Regions from separate parts of the Sus scrofa genome. Here regions 1 and 2 are each linked to region 3. Evidence: chromatin contacts called from public HiChIP or PLAC-seq data. All regions are on one chromosome and are shown on one strand. The core of a region is the stretch at or near the end of the contact, and the rest is flanking DNA. Distances in the headings are between cores, read along the strand shown. Region 1 overlaps RBM20 (RNA-binding protein 20). Region 2 overlaps RBM20 (RNA-binding protein 20). Region 3 overlaps RBM20 (RNA-binding protein 20).

Evidence for each region. HiChIP or PLAC-seq counts read pairs in DNA pulled down with a chosen protein or histone mark.
Region 1: a contact with region 3 is called in an H3K27ac HiChIP or PLAC-seq map of skeletal muscle. The contact joins two enhancer-like sites. A contact is called at or near these places in 2 of 47 Hi-C or Micro-C datasets (both in skeletal muscle) and 1 of 2 datasets of contacts at active chromatin or transcription factors (skeletal muscle).
Region 2: an H3K27ac HiChIP or PLAC-seq map of skeletal muscle shows a contact between it and region 3. The contact joins two enhancer-like sites. A contact is called at or near these places in 2 of 47 Hi-C or Micro-C datasets (both in skeletal muscle) and 1 of 2 datasets of contacts at active chromatin or transcription factors (skeletal muscle).

What each region holds. Positions count from the first base shown.
Region 1 is chr14:121,088,394-121,091,388 of Sscrofa11.1, reverse strand. All of the region lies in intron 1 of RBM20 (RNA-binding protein 20), which reads right to left. Among named protein-coding and RNA genes, the nearest start is that of RBM20, 31 kb to the right of the region's middle. Within about 2 kb of position 1,663, at least 6 of the 83 cell types and tissues checked have an H3K27ac peak or open chromatin away from gene starts, as enhancers often do. A contact at or near this core is called in skeletal muscle, where this site is marked.
Region 2 is chr14:121,105,816-121,108,596 of Sscrofa11.1, reverse strand. The region is part of intron 1 of RBM20 (RNA-binding protein 20); the gene reads right to left. Among named protein-coding and RNA genes, the nearest start is that of RBM20, 48 kb to the right of the region's middle. Within about 2 kb of position 1,281, at least 2 of the 83 cell types and tissues checked have an H3K27ac peak or open chromatin away from gene starts, as enhancers often do. A contact at or near this core is called in skeletal muscle, where this site is marked.
Region 3 is chr14:121,250,218-121,253,349 of Sscrofa11.1, reverse strand. RBM20 (RNA-binding protein 20) reads right to left here. Exons shown (of 20, transcript XM_021073215.1): 16 at 1,842-1,946; 17 at 53-713. Among named protein-coding and RNA genes, the nearest start is that of PDCD4, 20 kb to the left of the region's middle. Within about 2 kb of position 1,644, at least 30 of the 83 cell types and tissues checked have an H3K27ac peak or open chromatin away from gene starts, as enhancers often do. A contact at or near this core is called in skeletal muscle, where this site is marked.

The DNA of each region.
Region 1 (2,995 bases), core at 414-2,913, 160 kb after region 3:
GTGCTGAACTGCAAACAAAAAAAACCCATAAGAGATTTTTTTCTGACAGATAATCGTGGCCTATGAATACATCATATTTCATTGATTGCTCTGAACAGAAAATGCAAAAAAATATATGGAAGGACCTCATTGTTCAAATATCTTTCCCAGTCCCTGAAAGCAAAATGACCACACACTCACCCACAACACACCACACACACACACACACCAAACTCCCCTCTCAGACTCTGGAAACATTTTCAAAGTTCTCTAGCCATAAACAATCTCACCATCATCAGATTAGCAAAAGTAACTGGAATTTTAAATTAATCTTCCGCTTATCCTCAATAATGGCTTTGCTGCCATACCAAAAAAAAAAAAAAAAAAAAAAAAAAAAAGAAGAAGACGACGACGAAGAAGAAAAAGGAAATTTTTCCTCTGCTTAAAAATGATGCCTTCAAAGGGGTTCAGGACACAGGAGTGGAATACATATTCATGTAAAAGAGCATAGAGTAATGACACAACTTGAACAAACTGTCAATGTTTTTTTTCCCATAAAATCACCATTAAAAAAAATAATAACTTTTCCAAAGAACAAAACGAGGGCCAGAATCCATTATGAAAAAACAGGCTTTTTTTTTTTTTTTCCCCAAAAAAAAGGTCCACAGAGAACTGGCCTAGGAAGAAGTTCAAAAAAAGAGCCTTTGGAGTTCCCGTTGTGGCGCAGTGGGAACGAATCCAACTAGGAACCATTAGGTTGCGGGGTTGATCCCTGTCCTTGCTCAGTGGGTTAAGGATCTGGCTTTGCCATGAGCTGTGGTGCAGGTCACAGATGCAGCTCGGATCCCGAATTGCTGTGGCTGTGGTATAGGCTGGCAGCTGTAGCTCCAATTAGATCCCTAGCCTGGGAACCTTCATATGCCGCGGGTGCAGCCCTAAAATAGACAAAAGACCAAAAAAAGAGCCTTTGTCAGTCCCTGCCTTCAAGTGAAACTTTAGGCCAAAGGAATCTTAAGAGTTAGGATCAACTCTGCCCTCTGCCCTCCCCTCCCTTTCCAGTCCTCAAAGAGCAGACATTAAAAAGATTTCAAAGAGGGAATTTAAGAGGGTTTCTGAAAGTTTTCCCTAACACTCTCATCACTCATCAGGAACTCTGGACAGGAATGACACTTGTTAAGTTTTTTTCCCCCTCTGCCTCTCTCCACCTGTCGTCCCAAGTCTCCGAGGTATGCCAAGGCTCTTCGCACTTTTTGCTTGAATGACAGTGTCCCTCCTTCCACCCAAGTGGAAGCTTCTAAATTGGAGGCCCTAGAAAAATATATACCAATTAGGGGCTACGTGATATCTAAGCAGCACAGAACAGCCATAGGTTGGCTGGTGGATTGTTTCCCTTTGTTTCATTTATTTGTTTTTCAATATAATGACTAGCTCCACCTTAACCTTCCAGAATAACCTTCTATGGAGTTGGGATGAGCAAAAGCAGGCAAACTCAGATAGCCTGGGATAAGAGAGGTGTCCCTAACTTCCCTCTGGGCCTCCTACTGTAGGTAGATCCAGCCACAGCTCAGAAATTCCTAGCGGGATGCTTGGCATAAGTAAGTAATTGAGTTAAGGGAGATCTAAAGAAAGACTTCACGTTCACATTCATATGCTAAACTCGGTTAAAAATAGGCTCAAGTAGGGCCTGACTTCACTTTTAATTTTAGCCTGGTGATGAACATGCCCTAAAGACAGAAAGTCACCAGGCATTTTACTGAGGGCAGCGATCTTCATATTTTTATAAAAAGGAAATGCAGCATGTTCTATTAATAAAAGTGCTGTAGCCTTGGTTAAATCTGGACAGTTCGTAAATCAGGGCTCCCTCTGGCTGAGCCTCCCTAGGCCAGCAGCTCCCTCACACCCAGGCCCCCCGCAAGTGGGCAGGTCATATGCAATGGGGGAAAGTGAGCCAGACACCCAGGGATCAGAGGCCACAGTAGATCAAAGCCACAGGTATGGCTCCTGGACCCTTCCCAGGTGACCAAGTGACTCAACCAAGAGTCCTACAACCAACAGCCCTCCCCTCGTTTCTCACTTGAATGTCACAACACAGGGCTCCATCCTGGCAATGAGGATCTTTTCAGGAGCCCTTTAAGAGTTCCTGGCGAATGCTCTTGGTTGTAGGAGGTACACAGGATAGATCAGAGAGAAAATGTGGTGCTTCCTTCAGAAAGGACAAGCAATGTCACCTTTTCCTTCCAGTCTCAAAGATGGAGAAGTTAAAACTGGCCTCCAGCTATCCAGCTAGATTTTTCTATGGACCCATCTAAGAGGGGTCTTCTCCAGCTGCCCATGTAACAAAATCAAATGTGACCCATAGAGCACTGAGCCTCCTCACCCAGGCGAAAAGGGTCATTCCAAACTTGAGCAAGGCTGCCCCAGGTCCTGGAGAAAGTGCAAGAGCTGGGCCAGGGGTGAGGGTCCAGGTCACAAGGCATTTCCAAACACATAATCCCCAGTCCATCTTAGGGATTCTTAGGATCTTGGTGAGCTGTGCTTCTGCTCTCTTTTCGAAGTAAACATCTGAGGCCTTACCAACCCACATGATCCTCCCAACAACCAGATGAGGTTGGCTGAAGAAACTGAGGCACAGAACAGTAAGGTCACATAGCTAGGAAGGGATGGGCCATGCTTTAACCAGGTCTCTCTCAACCCCAACCCTGGGTGGTACAACAGAAAAGGCCCAACAAAGTCCAGGTGGAAGGTACGCAGTCTTTTTCCACCTTCTTGCCTTGCACTCAGGGTGATTCCCTCCCTCAAAGGAAGACAATTCTGATGTTTTGGTTCTGATTTTATTTTTGGTCCTTGTTTTTGCTTTTGCCTCATTTTTCCATGTTTATATTACGACCACTTGTAAAACCCTATAAACCCTCACTGTAAACAATGCCATAAACGGGCATAATATACAGGGGAAAATGGAAAAGCCTTGAGCTTTGCGGCCAGACAGAAATGAGTTCACACCCCAGCCTTTCTTATG
Region 2 (2,781 bases), core at 32-2,531, 140 kb after region 3:
GTTAACAGGGCTTTTTTTTTTTTTTTCCAAAAACAGCAATCACAGAATTAAATTTAAAGTCACAAAATGTCAACATTGCCCAGAAATCTCTCACTGAAGATACATAGTCCCATTTCCTGCATCCCACAGCTCCAGAGTGGTGAAGTGGGCTGCCCAAAGTCACACAGCAATGGAGTGGGAGAGCTAAGACTCCCAAATCGCTCCTAGTGCAGGATTCTTTCTGTTATGCAAAAAATATGAGATTTTAGTTTCAAACATTTGTCCTACAATGTGTTACTAATTAACTGAGGTAACTTGTAATATCATCGCATTGGAGTTAATACCAAAACATTTTTTGCTCATTTAGATTTATTTTTTCCCATGAAATTACCGAACTGATGTCTGGATCAGATATCCCTGGCTAATTTGGTGTAACTATGCTTCTTTCTAATAATGTGTAAAACCATCAATGACCATAAACATGATTTAAGTGTTTTGTCACTTCATCCAACTTAATCATTTGACTATAAATATATCATGGATGACAAATCACATTGATTGGGCTCTTCAGTTAAAAAAAAAAAAGGCTCTAGTTAACTCTGACAGTTTAAGGGTGGAAAGGAAGCACCATTTGGGGGCCTTTGATTTATATACTTTTAATATCTTGCTACTTTCACAGTTGGTACCATATGACTCAGCTTTTCCTTCAGTGCATATGCAATCTTGCTGTTGATAATTTACAATCTTGCTGTATGCAACTGACCTGGGACAGTCCTAGAAAAAGTTAGTCCTAGAAAAAGCATGGAGCTTGTACTAAGGACATAATGTAATGATTTCTTCCCCTGGAAAAAAAAAATCAATGATTTAGAAAGACACATAGATGCAGAAAATGCCAAACGCCAGGCATCTGTAAAAAGCTAGTTTTCTCAAATCGAATTATGATTTCCATGAAAAAAAACCACAGTCAAATCAGAGGTTTTCAGCTGGGCTTCAGCCTGTGAACCCCTGACACCAATGCTAAATAGTGTGTGTGTGTGTGTGTGTCTGTGGTGTGTGTGTTTGTTTCTGGAAAGGAGGCCCATACATCAGAGTCTCAAAGGGAGCCGTGACCCTAAATAAAGGAGGGGTGAAGGGAAGGCTCACTAGTTACTATAAACAGCGGAAAGCCAGTCTGGGCAGGAGACCCCTAGTTTCTATTGCAGGTTTTACAAAATATCTAAAGAGCTTGACAACTATAGCTCTGTGTCATGGACCCTTTAATAGCCCTGGGAGGTGGCAGGCAGGCCTGATGTTTTACAGATGAGTAAAGATCTTTGATTTAACTCCATGGCTAATAAATGTGGATACAAGGCTACAGGAATTCAGACAGCATCCAAACCAACCCCCATAAAGGCCAAATGCACATTTACATTAAAGTGCAGTGGAGGATTTAAAAGTGATCCCGGAGTTCCCGCTGTGGCACAACAAGATTGTTGGCCTTTTGGGAATGCTGGAATGCAGACTGGATCCCTGGCCCAGCACAGTGGGTTAAGGAACTGGCATCACTGCAGCTGCAGCTTAGGTCGAAACTGCCGCTCAGGGATCTGAGCGCTGGCCCAGGAGCTCCATATGCTGTGGGGCGGCCAAAAATGAAATGAGTAAGTAAGTAAGTAAGTAAATAAATAAATAAATAAATAAATAAATAAAAGTGTTCCCATCATATCAGCCTGCACCATTGTTTTTAAAACAAAATCTTATGTTATGTAAAAGTATTCTAAAAATGCCATTTTTAGTGCATGAGTTTTCATTTATGTTTTACACAGCATGCAAAAAAAAAAAAAAAAAAAAAAAAAGCCCTGCCTTTTTCATCACTTTCATCCCACCTCTATCCCCTCTCCCCACTACCCAAAGCTACCTCAAATCCAATCTTTTCCATTTTCCTTCCAGCCATTCCCTTTCCAGGCACTAAATCCGCCAGTGGTAGAAACATCTCTCTCTGGTTTAGAATAAACCAGAAGGGGGATGTCTTTTCCTGCCCACCCTCCCGGAGGGCTCCCCTCACGTCTTCACTCTCACCGTGGATGACTGGAGACTTGCTAACCAAAATAGAAAAGAAAGATACATTCCATCACCCCTTACTATCTAGGTGTTCAAATGCCAGTGCTATCATCCAGCTACCCTATGACCATTCTGCACACGGACACAGCTGTCAACAGAAGAACAGAAAACAAGAAAGTCCCTGCGAGTTTGACCTGACAGAAGACAGGTTTGTCACCAGACTCCAAGTCGAAAATAGATCACCCACCGCTCAGAAGGGCACAAGGCACTTTTCCACTCTTATCTCAGCCGCCTCGGGCAGTTACGTGAAATGCACTGAGCGCTTGATGGAATGAAATGTACAATCAGCGATATGCTTTTGAAATAACTTCTCTTTGACAGGCCCGCCAAGGACAAGAGGACAATGAATCCATAAGGTCGCATGCAAAAGTGCTGAGCTTCCACTGTTATCCCAAACCCCAGAAAGGCCAGGAGTGGCCCACACAACATCTTTCCCAAACCTGCTGATCCAATCACCTCATTTTAAAAAGAGCAGACCTAGTCTGTACTTCATCACAGACTGAGAGGCAGATCCAGAAACCCGCGCTAGAGAGTCTGTGAATCTATTCACTTCCCAAGATTCACAGATGTCACCATAAGTCTACTGTCTCCCTCACATTATTTGGGGGGGAGTGATTGTTTCAGTGGCCCTAAGCTTCAAGAGGTCTACATCCAGCTCACCTATGTGACTATTAGGTTCCCTCACAGACAGTGATAAGAACACAT
Region 3 (3,132 bases), core at 395-2,894:
GAAGCAGTGGTCCCATCAACCCAACCGTACAGGAGGAAAGGGAGGTAGTTACCCTGGGTCGACACTCCTTGGCAAGCCTGGCTTTGGAGGTCAGTTTCGGTGGGAGTGCTGGCTTTCTCCTCCAGGGGGCGGCCTTCAGCAGCCCCGTCTTCGGGGGTCCCCCCGACCTTGCCATCATCGAGAAATGGGCCAGGCTGCCAGGCCCTCTCCTCTGCTGGCTTGGGGGAAGACATTTGCTCGAGCATAGGGGCCAGACAAACATCTGAACTCTCTGCTCCCTTTGCCTGCTGCTCGTAGCAACCTGAACCCTCCAGTGAGAGGCCTGTCTCGCATTCAGCTGGCTTCCGCTCAGCATCCAGATTTAGGCCAGGCATTTCCACGTCCATGTCACTGGGGCAGCTCGTGGAAGCAGAAGGTGGTTCTTTGGGCGACTTGAGGCTGATTTCCGTTGCCCCGTTACCTATGGTCTTGACCCCCTCCTTGGTGAAATCTTGGGCTAAGTCCAGCTCTAAGGTGGTTGTCACACAGGGACAAATTTCTGGACAGATTTTGTCCTTCTGGTCAATGGGTACAATTTCTTCCAGTTCTGGGATGTCCGGTTCCATGATAAAATCTTCTTCCTCCCCGACCTCGTCCACCGTCACCAGCTCCTCCATGTTTGTGGGGTACCAGCTCTCCCCCTCTGCCTCACTTCCGCTCTCTGAGTCTTGCTCCTGAATGAAGATGCAGAATGGAGGTCAGAGGGAGGCTGAGGAGTAGATCTTGGTGTTTAAGCAGAAGAGGGCGCAAACCTTGACCAGAGGACCCCCTTAACCCAGAAAGGTGCTCAGCCATCTTATTTCTACCTGGGAACATTTATCAATTAATTAGGAGCTGTAAACCATTCAAGTCTCTCATCACTGATTCATCCCTAGGATGAGGCTCAAAGCAGCACAAGATCTGGCTCTTAATGTGTAATCCTCTAAGTGGCACAAAAAAATTCTACTCCCGGTATATAATAGGTGCTCAATAAATAGTTTTTGAATGAGTGAAAGATTAAGTGATAAAACCCATTTACATCAACTTGCTGGAGCTATTGCCCTGCCTGTAGGGCATCACTACATGTAACTGCAGCAAAGTCCCTAAGAATTCCCCAAACACCCTCTCTCAGCAAGGGCACAACCCTCTGTGGCCATGGCTCACACTTGGCCCCTCCCAAAACTTTCCCCTTGTGTCCCCAGCAGCCCAGGGACCCAGCAGCCAGATTTAGGAGATCAGTTCCCTGCCAGCGATACTCATCTCTCCGCCCCTCCTGACCGGAAAGGCACGAAGCTGGCCACGTTCCAAGAACATTTCTTTTTGCTGTGGCAGCCCCAGCTTTGTAACTGGGTTTTTTCATTTTAATCAAGTAAAATAATCTTTACGAGCCCAGGAGACGTTTTCTTAATCCCAGGGTCTGGGCCTGCTGAGGTCAGAGCCCCAGCCTGAGTACCCAAAGGCGCCCTCTTCCTCCTCCAGCCCCTCCCAAGGGGCCTGCCTATTTGGGAAGCCTGGCTCTGAAGCCTGAGTCTTTTTTGGGCACATGTTTTCTCTTACGAGCACAGCCAAGTTACTAGGGACTGAGGTAGAGCCCAGGAATGTGCTAAAGATTTCCTCAGTAAAGACTGTAAAGAGTCCAGGCAAAGCCGCTCCTCCAGGAAGTGCAGGCTTCATTCATGGACCTGCTGGTGGGATCTCAGACATGTTCCACGCAGCGACCGGCAGGATGGGGACCTGGTCGAGTCCCGGGAAGCCTGTAACTCGGAGCCTTATGGCTGTTGTGCCAATGTGGCTATACTGCCAGCACCTAGGACAAATTTTACCTTCCTTGTCCTTGTGTTCTCTGCATCAGAGGACTCTGTTTCTTTCTCCTGCCTGCCCACTGATGAGGGGCTCTCTTCCATGCTGTCCTGTTCCTCTTTTCCAGCCTTAGCAAAAGAACAGAACAAACCAATCACCAGTGAGCAGTGGCAGAGAAAAGAGGGCACACCAAGGGGAAAAGAATGCTACTGAGCACAGCTAACGCTGTTGGTTGCTTTTCACACCCATCACTTCCTTCATCCTCACAAAACCCAGAGGAGGCAGGTGCTGTTATCATCTGCATTGCACAGATGGGGAAACTGAGGCTCTAGGAGGTTAAGTAACTCGCTCAAGGTCACACAGACAAATGGAGGCACAGAAATGTCTTCACAGCTGGCCTGAAGGCTTTAGGGAGACAGAAATCCCCAGCAAACTGGGTACTTTTCACAGCTGTGAAACCTGTAGACAGGAATGGCGAGTAAAGGGGCCAAGCAGGAACTGACCCTGGCAGGTTAAAAACCATCAAGGTGACACCTCCCCAGTAGATCCCTCTTGGTCATAAAAAAGAAAAATCACATCCAGGCCACTGATGTGTAGGAAGGGCGTTGTCACCCAGTGTCTCTCTTTTGCCTTATCTCTGCCCTTGATCCAAACTAGCAATCCCTTCCCTTCTTCCTTCCTCCTATTCCCTCCCTCAAATTAAGACCCTTAGTGCTCATGTCTGGGAAACTGAACACTGAAAGCAGGTGTCTGGTTTGAGAATGAGGGTCTCTGACCAGCCTTTAAAACACGGGTCAGCCAACCACAGTCCTCAAGCCAAATCTGATCCACTGCCTCTTTTCGTGCAATCTGTGAACTAACAATGCTTTTCACATCTCTATGTGGTGGCATGTTAATGATTATATAAGTTCTACACAATAGCCTTAATTTTGCCTCTTGGCCTATATAGCCTAGAAAGTTTGCTAACTCCCATTTTAGAAGTTTGAGGAGGATATTCTCCCGTGACGTAAACTCTGGCCACCAAATCATTGACTATTCCCAGGCGTTCTTGGAAGCAAGCTGCAGTTTCTCCACATTTCTGGCTCAAAGCAAACCACTCTCACTCTGATTTCTTATGACCAGACACACCCCTCTTTGCTGACACAAAGCCAGCCAGGGCAGGAGCTCAGGGCTGATGGGTTAAACCAGTTATTACAGGACAGGGGAAAGGCAGTTCAAATCCTCCAGTGTGTGTTCTTTCCAGTGTTTGGAGCGGAAGCTCTGCTCTAGCCTTCTGAGCTAACCTGAGCTCAAAGCAGCTCCAAAGGCCTTTTG